Regions from separate parts of the Rattus norvegicus genome. Here regions 1 and 3 are each linked to region 2. A link is a contact called in public Hi-C data. All regions are on one chromosome and are shown on one strand. The core of a region is the stretch at or near the end of the contact, and the rest is flanking DNA. Distances in the headings are between cores, read along the strand shown.

What was found. Hi-C and Micro-C count contacts between places; a contact is called where the count stands out from the background.
Region 1: a contact with region 2 is called in a Hi-C map of liver, with 2.6 times the contacts expected there. The contact joins the promoter of Erlec1 here to the promoter of Psme4 in region 2. A contact is called at or near these places in 2 of 12 Hi-C or Micro-C datasets (liver and mammary epithelial cells).
Region 3: a Hi-C map of mammary epithelial cells shows a contact between it and region 2, with 4 times the contacts expected there. The contact joins the promoter of Acyp2 here to the promoter of Psme4 in region 2. A contact is called at or near these places in 2 of 12 Hi-C or Micro-C datasets (mammary epithelial cells and psoas muscle).

What each region holds. Positions count from the first base shown.
Region 1 is chr14:108,893,023-108,895,722 of GRCr8, forward strand. It overlaps Erlec1 (endoplasmic reticulum lectin 1), which reads right to left and starts at 1,275. Exons shown (of 14, transcript NM_001106023.1): 1 at 1,047-1,275. The coding sequence starts at 1,208. It overlaps Asb3 (ankyrin repeat and SOCS box-containing 3), which reads left to right and starts at 1,429. Exons shown (of 10, transcript NM_001108864.1): 1 at 1,429-1,593.
Region 2 is chr14:108,705,288-108,707,987 of GRCr8, forward strand. Psme4 (proteasome activator subunit 4) reads left to right here and starts at 1,356. Exons shown (of 47, transcript NM_001025140.2): 1 at 1,356-1,853. The coding sequence starts at 1,612.
Region 3 is chr14:108,570,946-108,573,645 of GRCr8, forward strand. Acyp2 (acylphosphatase 2) reads right to left here and starts at 1,377. Exons shown (of 4, transcript NM_001169145.1): 1 at 1,106-1,377. The coding sequence starts at 1,238.

The sequences.
Region 1 (2,700 bases), core at 25-2,524, 190 kb after region 2:
AAATGAGTATAGGGTACAGCTAAGAGGACAATCTTTAAAAAGATTTTATTTTTCTCTTTAATTATGTGTGTGGTTGTGTTGTTTTATCCATGTGTGCAACGGGAAGATGATGATAGCACTAGATCCCCCCGGAGCTGGGGTTACACAGTTTTGTGAGGCACTGGATGTAGGTGCTAGGATTCCAACTTGTATCCTCTGGAAGATACAACTAAGCTATATTTTCAGCCCACAAGATCCCTTTTAAAATAAATTGGTCTGTAGTAGTTACACATGGATAGACTTTTCAGCACTACACTCTCCCAAAACAGAACTTTCATTCTCATCAGATTATACACCAAAATCTCATATTCTAGGACTGCAGAGATGGCACAGAAATTAAAAACACATTATTACTCTTCTCAGAGGAGTGAGTGCAGTTCCCAGTACTCATGTAAGGGGCCTCGCAACCACCCGGTCCTTTCATTCTTGCCCTTTCACACAATACACATTAATTAATTAACGGTCATAAAATCCTTTATATCTCAGGTTCTAGAGTCCTAAATAACAGTGATAATACATTCAAGCCTCTAGTTTATTCTGCATGGCTGGTAGTATTCCGCATACAATGTCACTAATGTCTTCCACACCAAACAGCCCTCTCAAATGCCTCAAGGGAAAAGATTCCCAGAAGCTGAACGTCTGTATACATCGTGTGTTGGTGAGGAAGAATGAATAGAGATGGGGTCCTGTCCGCTGGACGGTTGTGTGGGTAGGGTGATGTGCTAGTAATTCTAAGACTTTCTCCACTGTTGAGAAGCCAGGTCTAACACAATGAGATTTAAAGTAGGGAGATGAAGTGATCACTGGATCTCCTGGTTAGTATGGAGGGCACATCCACTTAATGTACTAAATGAATCAATGGATGAACGAAGACACTTCGGCTTGGGGACGATAAATGCTTGGGAGGGAAAAAGGTTCTGGAAGGAAAAGCTAGGAAAATTGAGGGCTGGGCCGAATGTTTCGTGCCAGAAAGAGGGGAGAAGGCAGTGGCTCGCGAGGGCACTGACCAGAGAGAACTCGGTGCCGGGCCAGTTGACTCGGAAGGGGATGTCGTCGCTGAGCTGGGGCAGCGCTCGGCCGCCGGCGGCCGCCTCCAGGAGACCGTACAGAACCAGCAACAGCGGCCCTCCGGGGACCAGGCTCCGCAAGCCGCCGCCTCCTTCCTCCATCGCCGCGTCCTCCAGCCGCCGTCACAACCTCCTCTACCCGAGGAGAACAGGTGGAGGAGGAGGAGGAGGAGGAGGAGAAGGAGGCGGCGGCGGGACTACAAAGCGACGTTGGTGCAGGAGACTCAACCGCCGCCACGTCTCCTTCCGGACGGCTGGGCAAAGCCACCTCCGCCCTTACAAGGACTTCGGGCCACCGCTTCCGGGGCAGGCAGCACATCAACATCCGAGGTTGTGAGATCGGTGGCCTACGGAAGCCCGCGCTTGCGTCGCGTTGCACCGCATTGCTGCCGTAGCGTCCTAGCGGTTGGACTCAAACGCGGAGGCCCGAGACAGACGCCGGTTGAACCGGTCTGGAGACAGCACTTGGGCGAAGCGGCCCGGCCAGGTGAGTCCTGGCCGGGCGAGGAGTTCAGCCACAAGGGTCTCGGGAGTTGGGGATGAATGGGCGGCGGCCGGCTCTCAAAAAGCGAGTGGAGAACAGAGCAGTGCGGAATCGAAGTAGAACTTACCATTCCGACTGAGCTGCCTACCCTCCACTCTTTTGCTATTTGCATTCTCCTTCTTCTCTCCAGAAGCTTCTCTTAGTTTCTTTTGCTGGCGACTGTTGTCACGTTGGTCTCAGCTACTGTGTGTTTGGGGACATCCGAGTGACACCTGCCATGTCCTTCGACTTTGGTATAGAGTTGTTAGGCGGCTAGGCTTTTACAGCCCTGCATTTTTACCTAACCCTAACCCTCCCTTGACTCAAGTATTGGGCAGTTAGTTATTTTACTTAGGAATCCGTACGTCAAGGCCAGAGCCAGGTGAATGTGAAGTTATGAACCAAGTTATAGCAGACTGCATATAGTTTTGGTTTCTTCTCCCCTTCTTGAAAAAATAATGTCTGCATTTTTTCATCTCAAGTATAATAAATTTACAGTGTTTGCCATAGAACATTTGGTAAGGACTGCCCATGTTGTGGTGCTCAGATCCACTGGGAGAAATCAGACATTTGGACTCAATCCAAACTTAGATTAAATGAACTTAATTCATTTAATAGAATTGTATTGTATATATTGTAGAGCAAATACAGCATGCCATGCAAAAAGTGAATTAAGGTGGATTTTTAAGGTGGACATCCAAAAGGTGTATATTACCGACATCCATGGAAACCACATCTGATCAGGAAAATTGTCTTCTCTAAGTTGTTTCTTCTGTTCTTGCTTATAGTAATAGAAAGACAACTTTATCCCTTTCCCATAGCAATAGTACTTATACAAAAACAAATCAGCTATTAATGCCTCACAGCCCATTAGCTGATTCTTATCTCACGTGCAGGCCATTAGGATCTCCCAGGTATTCCAGAGCAAAAAGTCAATACCCTTAAGGGATGCCTGGCTCCAGGTTAAGTCATCACAGAGGACTTGTGTAAATTATAACTCAGGCCTGAGCTCTAATGACTAAGATAGAGCAGTTCATTTCTCAGTGGGCAAAACATAATGCCATTAGGTTA
Region 2 (2,700 bases), core at 106-2,605:
AGTGTCCCTCAGAGTCTTACCTGCAGACTGTCTTGTCTTTGGGGCAAACAGTTTTAGGGGACCTAAATTAGCACTAAAATACAAATGACATTAGGCCAACCCACTACAAATTCCTGTAAGTCATTCAGCATGTGCACATAGAAAGAAATAAATGTAGTATAAAACATTTTAATGTGAAAATTTGTCAGGTGTGGTACATACCAGAAATGGCAGGGTTGCCCAAGGTTCAAGGTCAGTTTGGTTTACATAGTATTTGCAGCTCTTAGGTTTATGGTTTAAACATTTTCTTTTGAGATGGTGACTCTTTGTAAAATATTTTCTTGAAGTCCTAGGGTTGTGACTCAGCTTAGGAAAGTGGGCTACCACTAGTGAAACTCATAGACCAGCTGGCAATCCTTTCAATCCTTTTTTCTCTTTCTTTCTTTCTCCCTTCCTCTCTTTCTTTCTTTCTTTTTTAGCTCACTTTGGCTTTAAACTCACAACCCTCCTGATTTTGAGTTCCCAAATGATGTCCTCTCTTGAAAATTTCTTGTTACTTTTAAGATCAATCTCGACTCTCCAGCATTTACTGAATAGTCTCAATAAATATATTCACTCCCTTCTGACAAGCAATCTTTAACTAGCCTGAATCTTGAATTACCAGAAAACAAGCTGGCAGCCTCAGTCTTATCTGTCAGCTGACAGATATATCTTCTTCCTTTCTTAATCGAAATAGCATTGCACTCAACCTTACAGATTATTTTAAAAATAACTTCTAGGGAAGTGATATACCTTCATTTAGAATTCCCAGATATCTTGGTACTTATCCAGTATTTACCAATTCATTGTCTTGTAATTTATTAGTTTGTAGCTCAGCAAGCCTCTAAGTACTTAAGGGCAGAACTAGGCGTTCTTAAACTTACTACGGGATCTAAAATGAGAGGATGACACACAAAGTATAGTATTTGTTGAGTAACTCTTTTGGAGTGAGGGGGGCCAGAAAGGTGGGAGCTAAAAGGGACTGAGGAACACAGGGTACTATAGTGTATGCAGATTATTCCATAAACTTTTTTTTTTTTTTAAGATAGTGTCTTATGTTGCCAGATCTTCTGAAACTCAGTACCAAGCGGAGGTTGGCCTAGAACTCTTTTTGCTCATACTGCCTCGCTGTCCACACCCCCGCAACCCTCCTCCAGCGTGAACGGGTATCTTGCTGGATCCTGCAGGAGAAGCGTGTGGGGAGTGTCTCTGGTTCCTCGCGGGCAGCCTCGCGTGGAAACCACAGCCGCTGACACCAAACTCAGCTGTCGGGGAGAAAGCCGCTGGGTCACCTCCTCGCCTCTTTCCTGGTTCCGCCCCGCCCCGCCCCGCCCCGGAAGTGACTTGAGGCCCCTCCGGAACCTCCCGGCCCAGCGGCTGCAGCGTCACCAGACGAGCCGGAGCGGTCCCGGCAGAGCAGCCGCTGCCACCGCCAACGAACCGGGTGCCGCGCGGGGTCCAGCAGCGCGCCGGGCAGCCGGGGCGGGGGGTGGGGGGCCCCAGCGGTCGGGCCGAGGGCGAGGCGACGCAGAGGAGGCTGAGCCCGCAGCGGGGCGGGGGCCGAGGGGGCGGGCCGGGGGCGGCCCCGGGCTAATGGAGGCTCCGGAGCGGGCGGGTGGCGGGGAGCCCCCCGAGCCTGGCGGGCGGCCGGTACTGGGCCCGCGGGCCTTCGTCCCGCAGAAAGAGATCGTGTACAACAAGCTTCTGCCCTACGCCGAGCGGCTGGACGCCGAGTCCGACTTGCAGCTGGCGCAGATCAAGAGCAACCTGGGCCGGGCAGTGCAGCTCCAGGAGCTGTGGCCGGGCGGCCTCTTCTGGACGCGGAAACTCTCCACGTAAGTGGGCTGAAGCTGTCGGAGGGCCGGGCTCTTTGTCTGCGCTGCCGCTGCTCAACTTTGTCCTGTCCAGGCTGCGCTGGCCTGGTGCAGGGTTCTAGGGGCGCGGCCAAGCCGGGGGTGGGGGGGTGGGGGGGCGCTCAGTCTCCTGGTTGGTTTCTGTGGGACCTCTGGGTCCTGCTGTTCGCCTCTCAGGATCAGCGTTCCGGTCCTTTTTCTCTTCACCTGCCAGGCTCTGGGGAGCCACCGGCGTCCCCGGGTACAGGGACGAGTGGCTTCCATTGGTTCTCCCTGGGGTTCTTGCGCGTGGAGCTGCGGGATAGAGAGGTCCGGTCTTTGGGGAAGCGAATCCTGTCCTCGCTTCTGTGCTTCCTCTGGATTTTTCTTCCTTGTTGATCCACGCCTTTTCGCTTCTCACCGTAGGAAGGAGGATGTAGGGACAGTAAGAGATGTGTGTGTTTTTCTGTGTTACTGTTTCTTGTGGGACTGGGGTTGCTCTTCTGGCTTCCTGGATTTAATTGAAACGATTCGTTTTAAATGGGCAGTCAGCGCATTCTCGGATTGAGTAGACGTTGATGTTGAGAATGTTGTCTTAGAATTCTAGGAAAGTATATGTTCCTGTTGTGACATTTCCTTGGCCAAGACCTAGCTGATTCTAAGGCAAATAGTGAAGAGTGCTGTTAGATTGTCCCGGACTTTGTTGGCCAAACTGTGCAGTTTTGAGTTGGTTAGATGAATGTTAACGACATTAACCTCAACTTTAGGGGTTCTTTTGTTTTCTGCACACACTAGCGGCAAATTACCGTGTCAGTGGAATTAGAGCTGGGGAAAAGTAATGCTGGAGCAA
Region 3 (2,700 bases), core at 127-2,626, 130 kb before region 2:
TTTATATAATTTATATATAATAAATAAATAAATAAATAAATAAATAAATAAATCTTTTTTAGAAAAAGTATCCCCCCAACACACACACAGCACATCTGAGGTGGGGTGGGGATGGAGTTATAAGAAATTCTCATGCATACCAAACAATGGAAAAAATTGTGTAGAGAACATAGAATGGAAATCAGACTCAAACAGGAAGTTACATCCTGGTAAAAGGGCATTATTTTATTTTGAAAAAAAGAGCCTCGACTGGCCTCAACTTGCTAAGTGCAGACTAGATTATAGGCAAATGCCAGCACACCCTTGGTCTGGTACAGAGGATCTAATCCAGGGCTTGGTGACTATTAGGCAAGCACCCTACTGAGCTACATTTCCAGTCTCAAAAAGTTTTTTCTTTTAAATGGATAATGATATACATTAAATATTTACAGTATTTATACTCCGTTAGATAATTTCCTCAAGTGTGTAGACCAGGCTGGTCTAGAACTCAAATATCCACCTCCTTCTGCCTAAGAACTGCATGTGCCACCATGTCAAGCTGTGTTAGGAAAATTTTAAAGAATGTTTTAACATTTTAATTTACAAATAGAAAGATTTTACAATAAGTCAGAGATTATGTTCTGTGCATCCATTTAAGCCTATAATCAAACAAAAATTTTAAAGCTTTATTTACATGACCTGGGAGTGTTGTTCAATAATCTAGTGTGCAAATGCAAGACTGTGTATAAATATATAAGGTTCAATCTTCAAAACCCAGGAAGGAAAAATTACTAGTTAGTTGGAGAGGGGGTACAACCTCTGACAAAGTAAATCACCCTGTATCAACCAGGTACCCTTGCTAAGACCATCAACCTCTGTTTTTCCGGCGTTTTCCATTTTCTCTTAGGCTTGCAGAGGCCGGGTTGGGTCCTCAAGGTGACCTCCCTCCGCCCCGCACTAGCTCTCCCACGCAAGCGCACTCTCGTCCTCCCTACCCGGGGCTGCTGTGTCATGGCTGCCCAGAAGTCGCTGCCTCAGCGGAAAGACCCACCCCTAAGATGGATGGCGCAAGCTACCTCCTCTCTCTCCCATGGCCTCGTCCTGGCCTCCCAGGTTCAGGCCGTACCTTGCACTGTCCCGAACACTTCGTAGTCCACAGACTTAAGCGGCTCCGCCATGGCGGCCAGCCCTCTCGCGAGCAGCCGTAGCGGGGTGTGTGGTGCGGAGAGTGCGACAGACGCCAGGCGAAGGAGGCTCATGGGCTCTGGGACCGACGCCTGGCAGGACGGGTACGCGCCGGGTCACGCAAGACCACAGGACACCGCAGTCCGCAGTCCGTAGTGAGGACGGCCGGACACCGGGCGCTCCAGCTCCCAAGCAGGGAGCTCCCTCTCTGCGCTCCCCAGGATTCTGTTCTCTGAAGAAAACCGAGGCTAGTGCCAGGGGCAGGCATATGAGGGGATTAAACCAACTAATGTAATCATCCACCCACTGACATTTATTTGACACAAAAAAGTTTTTTTTTATAAGGATGAAAATAGGAGGGCGGCTTGTTGGTAGGACAGAGGGATACTGAGTGGGTAGGGATGAGAAGGATAATAGGGATGAAATTACCAAAATTCATTATATACAAGGATAAAATATCAAGGAACGTTTACGTTTTAGGTGTTTTTATATAGGTACACTGTAAAGAATACATAGTGTAATGGATACCCTGTAAGGAGATTAATTCAAACTAATTAACTTTCACATCTGATTTCACTTAAGATCTCAATAATTATATATATATATATATATGCATATATATCATTCTTAACTGTACATGTATCATATATATACATGATATATCTATCATTCTTAACTGTACTCACTATTGTGCAAATATAATTTCCACTTCATATGAGGAAAACTTGTGCCCTTGAAAAAATATACCCATTTCCAACTCCTCCTTGTTTATGCTTGAAAGGGGCATTTGAAATGAAGTTCCTGCTTAACTTAGTGACACAAAAGGTATTTGGTCAGTGTGCTGGCTAGTCTTGACACAAGCTAAAGTAATTTTAAAGGAGAGAGCCTCAATTGAGAAAATGCCTCCATAAGATCCATCCATAAGGTATTTTCTTATCATGGGGGAAGACCCAGCCTGTTGTGGGTGGTGCCACCCCTAGTCTAGTGGTCATGGGTTCTATAAGAAAGCAGACTGAGTAAGCCATGTGGAGCAAGTCAGTAACCAGTGCCCCCACCCCCACCCCCATCCCCACCCCCACCCCCACCCCCCAGTGCCTTTGCATCAGCTCTAGGTTCCTGCCCTGTTTGAGTTCCTATCCTGATATGGATAGTGCTGTGGAAGTGTAAGCCCAATAAACCTTTTCCTCCCCAAGTGGCCTTTTGGTCATTGTGTTTTATCACAGCAATAAAAACCCTAAGACGGTCAATGAATTAATTCTGAAATTGTCTGACAACTGCCAAATCTGTGGTGATTGTGAGCTAAATCAAAGTTAAACGTGATCTTTTCATTCCGGCTACTGAATCAGAAAGGTTTGTGCCTTGTGGTGGTTTGACTAGTGTCAACTGTGTTTGTGTTGAGTTGCCTTGATCATGATGTCTCTTCACAGCAATGGAAATCCTAACTATACCTCAATATTTATCCTAAATAGATGTGATATTGTGTGATACGAGAATTTTTAAAGTTTTATCTAATACTAATGGAAACAGACTTGCAGT